Linked DNA regions of Pan troglodytes: region 1 is linked to region 2. The links are chromatin contacts, called in public Hi-C maps. All regions are on one chromosome and are shown on one strand. The core of a region is the stretch at or near the end of the contact, and the rest is flanking DNA. Distances in the headings are between cores, read along the strand shown.

Region 1 (3,153 bases), core at 89-2,588, 53 kb before region 2:
GGAAGCACAGATCATGAGGCAGACATCTGAATGCTCACTCCTGACCGCAGGACCTGGACCCCAGCATGACTCATTCAGGTGGATACCGTCATCAAACTGAGCATCCACCCATACAGCCGACTGAGGATGGAATAAGGAAAACCTGTGTGGAGAGGTGCCCTGGCGGAGCGGGGAGCGGGACTGAGCTTACAAGGGCCTCGGGACACATTCTTGTCACAGCAGCCACTGAGGGCCCTGTGCAGAACCACGGCACATGCAGAAGCCACGGCCCACGGAGAGGAGGTGAGCCGCCAAAGCAGGACGACACCAATCCTGGTCGCCATACTCGGTGCTGTACTCTTTCCATAGCACCACGCCTGCCCTCGGGGCTTATGTATTGGTCAACAGACACAGGCAAACAAAAGTCAGAACCATGAGGAGACGGCTTGAATTTCTAACGGTAAAACATACAGGATACTCACAGAACTACCGGAGGGAGAGAGTGTGTAAAGGAAAGGACTTGGCTTGGATTTAAGAGGAACTCCTCTACGTGACTATTTTGGATATTCAAGAGCCCTAGTTCCCTGAAATGTTAAAGTTAGTAACACGAAAGCAAATACCTCCTAACCTTCAAAAGTACAAATATGGTTTATCTTGAAAAATAACGCAAAAACTCTGAACGCTTGAAACCAAGATGTAAAAATATATCTCCTTCTTAGGACCCTCACTTCTTAGGGGGTTGAAGCTCCACCGGGCTTCAGAGGCCACCTGACTGGGATGTGTCCAGGCCGAGTCCTGGGTCCGAAGGAGCTCGGGAAAAGGGTGTTGAAGGGGACGGGGCAGGGTCCTGCTCGCGCCCCGGGAGGCGACGTGCGTGGGCAGGGACCCTCTGGACTCCCGTAACCGGTGGGAGATTCCAGATTCGGGGTGCGGGTGGAGGGCAGCTTCGTACGGAAGGGGGCACGAGGGGCGGGGGGCGGCACGGCGGAGGGGCGGCTGCAGCGGGGCGTCCGCGCGAGAAGGGCCCCGCCGCCCAGCGCCGAGGGAACTGGGGTAGGTCAGGGTGGGCGCCCCCAAGCTCTGGGGCAGCAGCCTCAGGGTGGAACGGGGTCCGGGTGGAGGAGGCTGCGGCAGGGAGGTCCGCCCGCGAAGGCCGGGGACGACGCCGCGGCAGCCGGGACCTCAGGCCGAGCCCGCGCCGCCGAGCCGCGCGCTTACCTGGAGGGAGGGGCGGGCAGGGCCGCCGGGGTCAGGCCAGGGCCGGGGTAGGGCCGCCGCACTGCAATGAGGATGCGCCCGGTCGCCCACCAGCCGCCACCAGCTTCCGGCTACGTTGCGCTTTGCAAGGTCTCACGGGAGCCGGCAAGGGCGGGACTTCCGCCTCAGGCCCCAGCCCCTGAGGCGCGCACCCGCCCGGTCGCCATGGGGACGCGCAGCCACGCAGTCCAACTCCCACCCCGGGCCCCGGACCGCAGCTGGTCGTAGTGGCCGCGGAGGACGGCAGCCTTTGGGGGCCGGGCGGGAGAAGCGTCCGTTCATCCGCGGAACCAAGCTGAGGTGCTTCTGGGACGGCGCGTTCACCGGGGGCCGACAACGGGGGCGGGGCGGGTGGGGGCCTGGGGCGGGAGCTGCGGGGCTGGGACAGCCGGGCAGGGGGACGCAGGTAGGAGGACCGGGGGCCATGGAGGACCGGCGGCCATGGAGGACCGGCAGGGGAGCGAGGTCTACGGGGCGGGGGCAGAGGGGCCAGGACAGCCGGGGACCGGCAGGGGGACTCGGGTAGGAGGACTGGGGCAGCGGGCGACAGGCAGGGAGGCGAGGGTCACAGGCAGTGGGCAGCAGGGGACCGGGGGACCGGCGCGGGGGTGGAGGGTTGCGTCCTGGGGCCCATACTCCCGCCCTGGGGTCTGACTCTGTCTCCCACCACCCGAGCCTTTGGGCCCTGGTAGGAGGCGGCGGGGTTGAGAGCGTCTGCGGGCCCCCACCCCTGCCATGGTGGGACCTGAGTCTGCACTAGGAAGGTACAAAGCTGAAAAAGCGATCACCTGTGGGAGGTTAATTGCAGGTCACTTTTTGTTTTTTTTTACTTTGTGCTTTTCTGTGCATTCCACGTATTCCTCCTTGATCTGGGTGACTTTCGAAATGATGGAGAATAAACATTTTTGAGATATAAGCTACACACCGCAAAGCGTCCAGTTCAATGAGTTTTGACAAATGCATACCCCCAGGTAACGTCTACCATAGTCAATTATAGAACATTTCCATCAGAGGCAGCCACTCTTCTGATTCCAGTATCCCCATATCTTAGTTTTGTCTGTTCTGGAATATCACACAAATAGAGTCGTGCAAAATACACTTTCGTGATGGCTTCTTTCCCTTTACGTGATATCTCTGAGATTCAGCCACGTTGTGCGTATCCGTAACTGCCGAGTAGTGTGCCATGGAAAACACGCCACATTCCTTCATTTATTCACACTTTGCACACTGGGGTGGTGTCTAAGTTTTGGCTAGTATGAATAAAGCTGTCTTGAAAGGTCTTTTTGTAGGCATATTTTTTCTTCCTCTTAGGTAATTACCTAGAAGTGAAATTTCTGGGTCCTGGGTAAGTGTGTATGGAACGTTATTAAAACATGCTAAGTGGTCGGGCGCAGTGGCTCATGCCTGTAATCCCAACACTTAGGAAGGCTGAGGCAGGTGGATCACCCGAGGTCAGGAGTTCAAGACCAGCCGGGCCAACATGGCGAAACCCCGTCTCTACTAAAAATACAAAAATTAGCTGGGCTTGGGGGTGCATGCCTGTAATCCCAGCTACTCGGGAGACTGAAGCAGGAGAATTGCTTGAACCCTGGAGGCAAAGGTTACAGTGAGCTGAGATCACTCCACTGCACTCCAGCCTGGGTGACAAAGCGAGACTGCATCTCTAAACAACAACAAAAAGATGGTAAGCATTTCACGCTTCCGCCAGTGATGTGTGAGGTCCAGCTGCTCTGCATCTCTGTCAACACTTGGTATTGTCAGTCTTTTGACGGCAGCAGGCCTTGTGGGTACAAAATGGTGTCTCAGTGCCATTTATTTGCCCTCAGGAGGGAGTCGCCAGTTCTTGCAGTAAGAAACCACTGGCGTGCACAAAAAGGAAAGGGCCAAGGTGACGTGCACAGGCACCAGCAGCATCTA
Region 2 (3,253 bases), core at 311-2,810:
GACAGGCAACCCTCCCGCACCCAGCCCCACTCCTGCTGAAACAACCCTAAGTGCCCTCACCAAAAGTGGCTGAGCCGGTCCCCTCCTCCTCAGCTTGGGGGGCCAGAGCCTGCCAGCACTGGAGTAACCCTCCCTGTGGCCACAGAGCAAGGACTCCAGGTGACCGCAGGGCTCCAGACAAGTGCATCAGAGGCCGACAGGAGGGGCTTCCAGCTTCTGAGGCTGGCAACGGCATTAAGAAGCTCGAAGTGAGACAGACAGGCTGGCTAGTTTCCTGTTTTCAGATGGTCTGGAGGGACTGGGCGTGGTGACTCACACCTGTAATCCCAGCACTTTGGAAGGCTGAAGCAGGTGGGGATCACTTGAAGCCAGGAGTTCGAGACCAGCCTGGCCAACATGGCAAAACCCCGTCTCTACTAAAAAAAATTAGCTGGGTGGGGTGGCGCGCACCTGTAATCCCAGCTACTCGGGAGTCTGAGCTGGGAGAATCGCTTGAACCCAGGAGGCGGAGGTTGTAGTGAGCTGAGACTGCACCACGGCACTCCAGCCTGGGCAACAAGAGCAAGACTCCATCGCAAAACAAGGCCAGTGCAGTGGCTCACGCCTGTAATCCCAGCATTTTGGGAGGCCAAGGCGGGCGGATCACCTGAGGTTGGGAGTTTGAGACCAGCCTGGCCAACATGAAGAAACCCCATCTCTACTAAAAATACAAAATTAGCCAGGCGTGGTGGCGCATGCCTGTAATCCCAGCCACTTGGGAGGCTGAGGCAGGAGAATCGCTTGAACCCTGGAGGCGGAGGCTGTGGTGAGCTGAGATCACGCCATTGCACTCCAGCCTGGGCAACAAGAGCGAAACTCTGTTTCAAAACAAAAACAAAAACAAACTCAGGACCCCAATTCACTCTGCCACAAGAAAAAAATTAAACTAAAAGCTAAGTCATGTGAGAAGCTTCCTTTCTTTTTGTTCCTAAGCAGGTAGTTACAGATAACAGGTGAAGCATCTCTACAGGAGACGTTCACCTTATTTCATGCACGTGCAGGTTTCCGAGCATGAGAGGAACACACAGCTGACGATTCCCCTGCCTGCTCCTCTTCTCTTGCAGCATGTGATTACCAAGGCCTCCCTCTTGCCCCTCCAGCCTGCTTTCCCCCCCTTTAAATGGTGGAGCCCTCAAAAGCATCTTTGGAGAAAGGCACAGACCACAGACTAAAAGGACATGTGACTCCATGTGCTTTTCTTCTAGGCATGTCCTTAACCTTGGCAAAATCAACGTCTCGATCAACTGAGCCCTGCCTCTCATGCTTTTTTGGTTTACGGCTTCCTCCCCGAGTCTTAGGTGGAGCTCTCCAGAGCAGACCCCAAAACAAAAATGAGCAGTAGGTATGTTCCCGAGGGGTCACTGCCCTGGGCACCCCGCTGAGGGCCTCCCAGAGCCCAGGGACTCCCCAGGTATCCTGCCAAGGGGCCAGCATCCTGGCGCAAGTCCATCCCTCTGGGCTTTGGCTGCGGTGAGTGCTGGCTCCCAGCCAGCGCCTAGAGAGCCACAGGCAGAGTTGCAAGAGGCCAGCAGGGAGCGTGCTGAGAAGACCAGCGTGGGCCCAGAGCAGGCCCCACCACGGGCTTCTCCCCACCTGCTGGACTGGGCTGGGCTGGATGCTGACCCGACCATGGGTCTCCGTCTGGATGGTCAGCATTCCTCAGTGCCACGGCAGCTGTCTGGACCACACCTCCCGTGGCTGTGGCCCCACCTGGGTCCGTTAGTCTGATTTATTTTCCTGGCATGCCTGGCCCAGGCCTGTGGGGGTCAGGGGTGGGGAGAAGCTTATTCAGTACAGCTGTGCCTGGCTCCTTCCTGCAGCTTCCCAAGCCCCTGTGGCTTGCGAAGCTGAGCTGAGAGGCCACCTAGGGCCAGGGATGGACAGAAGGCCTGTATTAATGGGGAGGGCGGGAGGATGAGAGCAGCAGGCCTCTGTTCCCGCAATCCTGCAGAGCCCAGACATCCACCGAACAGCCCTGCTATCTGTGAGCTTCTGGGCATCATTTGAAAACATGAGATGCGCCATCTCTGGCCCCAGATTCCAGCCTGGGAATCCAGGAGGTGGTTGAGTCAGCTTTAGGAAAGGCTAGATCAGGGAGCTCTGGGACCACAGGGAGGACTCTGGAGAGGGAAGGGGAAGCAAGAGGCTGCAAGAGGCAAACTGGACACTGCACTCCCCAGCTCCACACGCAGAGTGAGCAGGGCCAGTGAGCACTCCCCAGCTCCACACGCAGAGTGAGAGGGGCCAGTGAGCACTCCCCAGCTCCACACGCAGAGTGAGAGGGGCCAGTGAGCACTCCCCAGCTCCACACGCAGAGTGAGAGGGGCCAGTGAGCACTCCCCAGCTCCACACGCAGAGTGAGAGGGGCCATTGAACACTCCCCAGCTCCACACGCAGAGTGAGAGGGGCCAGTGAGCACTCCCCAGCTCCACACGCAGAGTGAGAGGGGCCATTGAACACTCCCCAGCTCCACGCAGCAGAGGGAACAGGGTGGGTGAGCAGGTCTTAGGAGCTTGCCAACCTCGCGGAGTGCTAGGCACATGTGCAGCCGTCAGGCTCACCTGGAGGTTTCAGGCTCAACCAGAGGCCTCCTGAACATGTAGGTCACCAACTCCACCCCAGACTACTTTGATTTCTCTGCTGGGGGTGGGTGGGGGGCAGAGGGGTGGACATGTGTGTTAATTAAAGCTTTCTGGGAGTGTAAAGGATCAGTGTTGAGTATCAGTGCCTAGAGTCTGAGCTTGGCCGTCAAAGACATTAGCCACTAGCTGCGTGTGTCTGCTGGAATTTAATTAAATAAAATTGAAAGGGCAGTTTCTCAATTTCAAGGGTTCAATAGCAGCACCTGCTGTAAATAAAATTGAAAGGGCAGTTTCTCAATTTCAAGGGTTCAATAGCAGCACCTGCTGGACACAGCAGGCCACAAGTTACAGAATGCCCACCAGGTGGGGTGAGCCCCTCTGGCACTCCCTTCCACATGCTGCCTCCCAGCTGGGGAAACTGAGGCAGGTCCCTGGGGAGCTGGAAGGTGAACGCCAAGGACCTAACTCCTGATTCAGAGCTCCCTCTGCTGGACATAAAGCAGGTGACAGCACAGAGGTGACACCAGGGGCCTTGGAGCTGTCCCTGCAGACAAGTGATGACCCGGTGGTCCCAGGTGTCCCCAGGGTGAGCATGAGATCACGAGGAGCCACACGAGGCTTCGGAGAGGAGG

What was found. Hi-C and Micro-C count contacts between places; a contact is called where the count stands out from the background.
Region 1: a contact with region 2 is called in a Hi-C map of induced pluripotent stem cells, with 1.7 times the contacts expected there. The contact joins the promoter of ARFGAP1 here to the enhancer-like site in region 2. A contact is called at or near these places in 2 of 7 Hi-C or Micro-C datasets (induced pluripotent stem cells and stem cell-derived neural progenitor cells) and 1 of 1 datasets of contacts at active chromatin or transcription factors (stem cell-derived excitatory neurons).

Annotation. Positions count from the first base shown.
Region 1 is chr21:69,593,343-69,596,495 of NHGRI_mPanTro3-v2.0_pri, reverse strand. ARFGAP1 (ADP ribosylation factor GTPase activating protein 1) reads right to left here and starts at 1,338. Exons shown (of 14, transcript XR_010154178.1): 1 at 1,198-1,338.
Region 2 is chr21:69,540,863-69,544,115 of NHGRI_mPanTro3-v2.0_pri, reverse strand. No RefSeq gene overlaps it. Among named protein-coding and RNA genes, the nearest start is that of YTHDF1, 9.0 kb to the right of the region's middle. Within about 2 kb of position 1,560, at least 1 of the 24 cell types and tissues checked has an H3K27ac peak or open chromatin away from gene starts, as enhancers often do. A contact at or near this core is called in induced pluripotent stem cells, where this site is marked.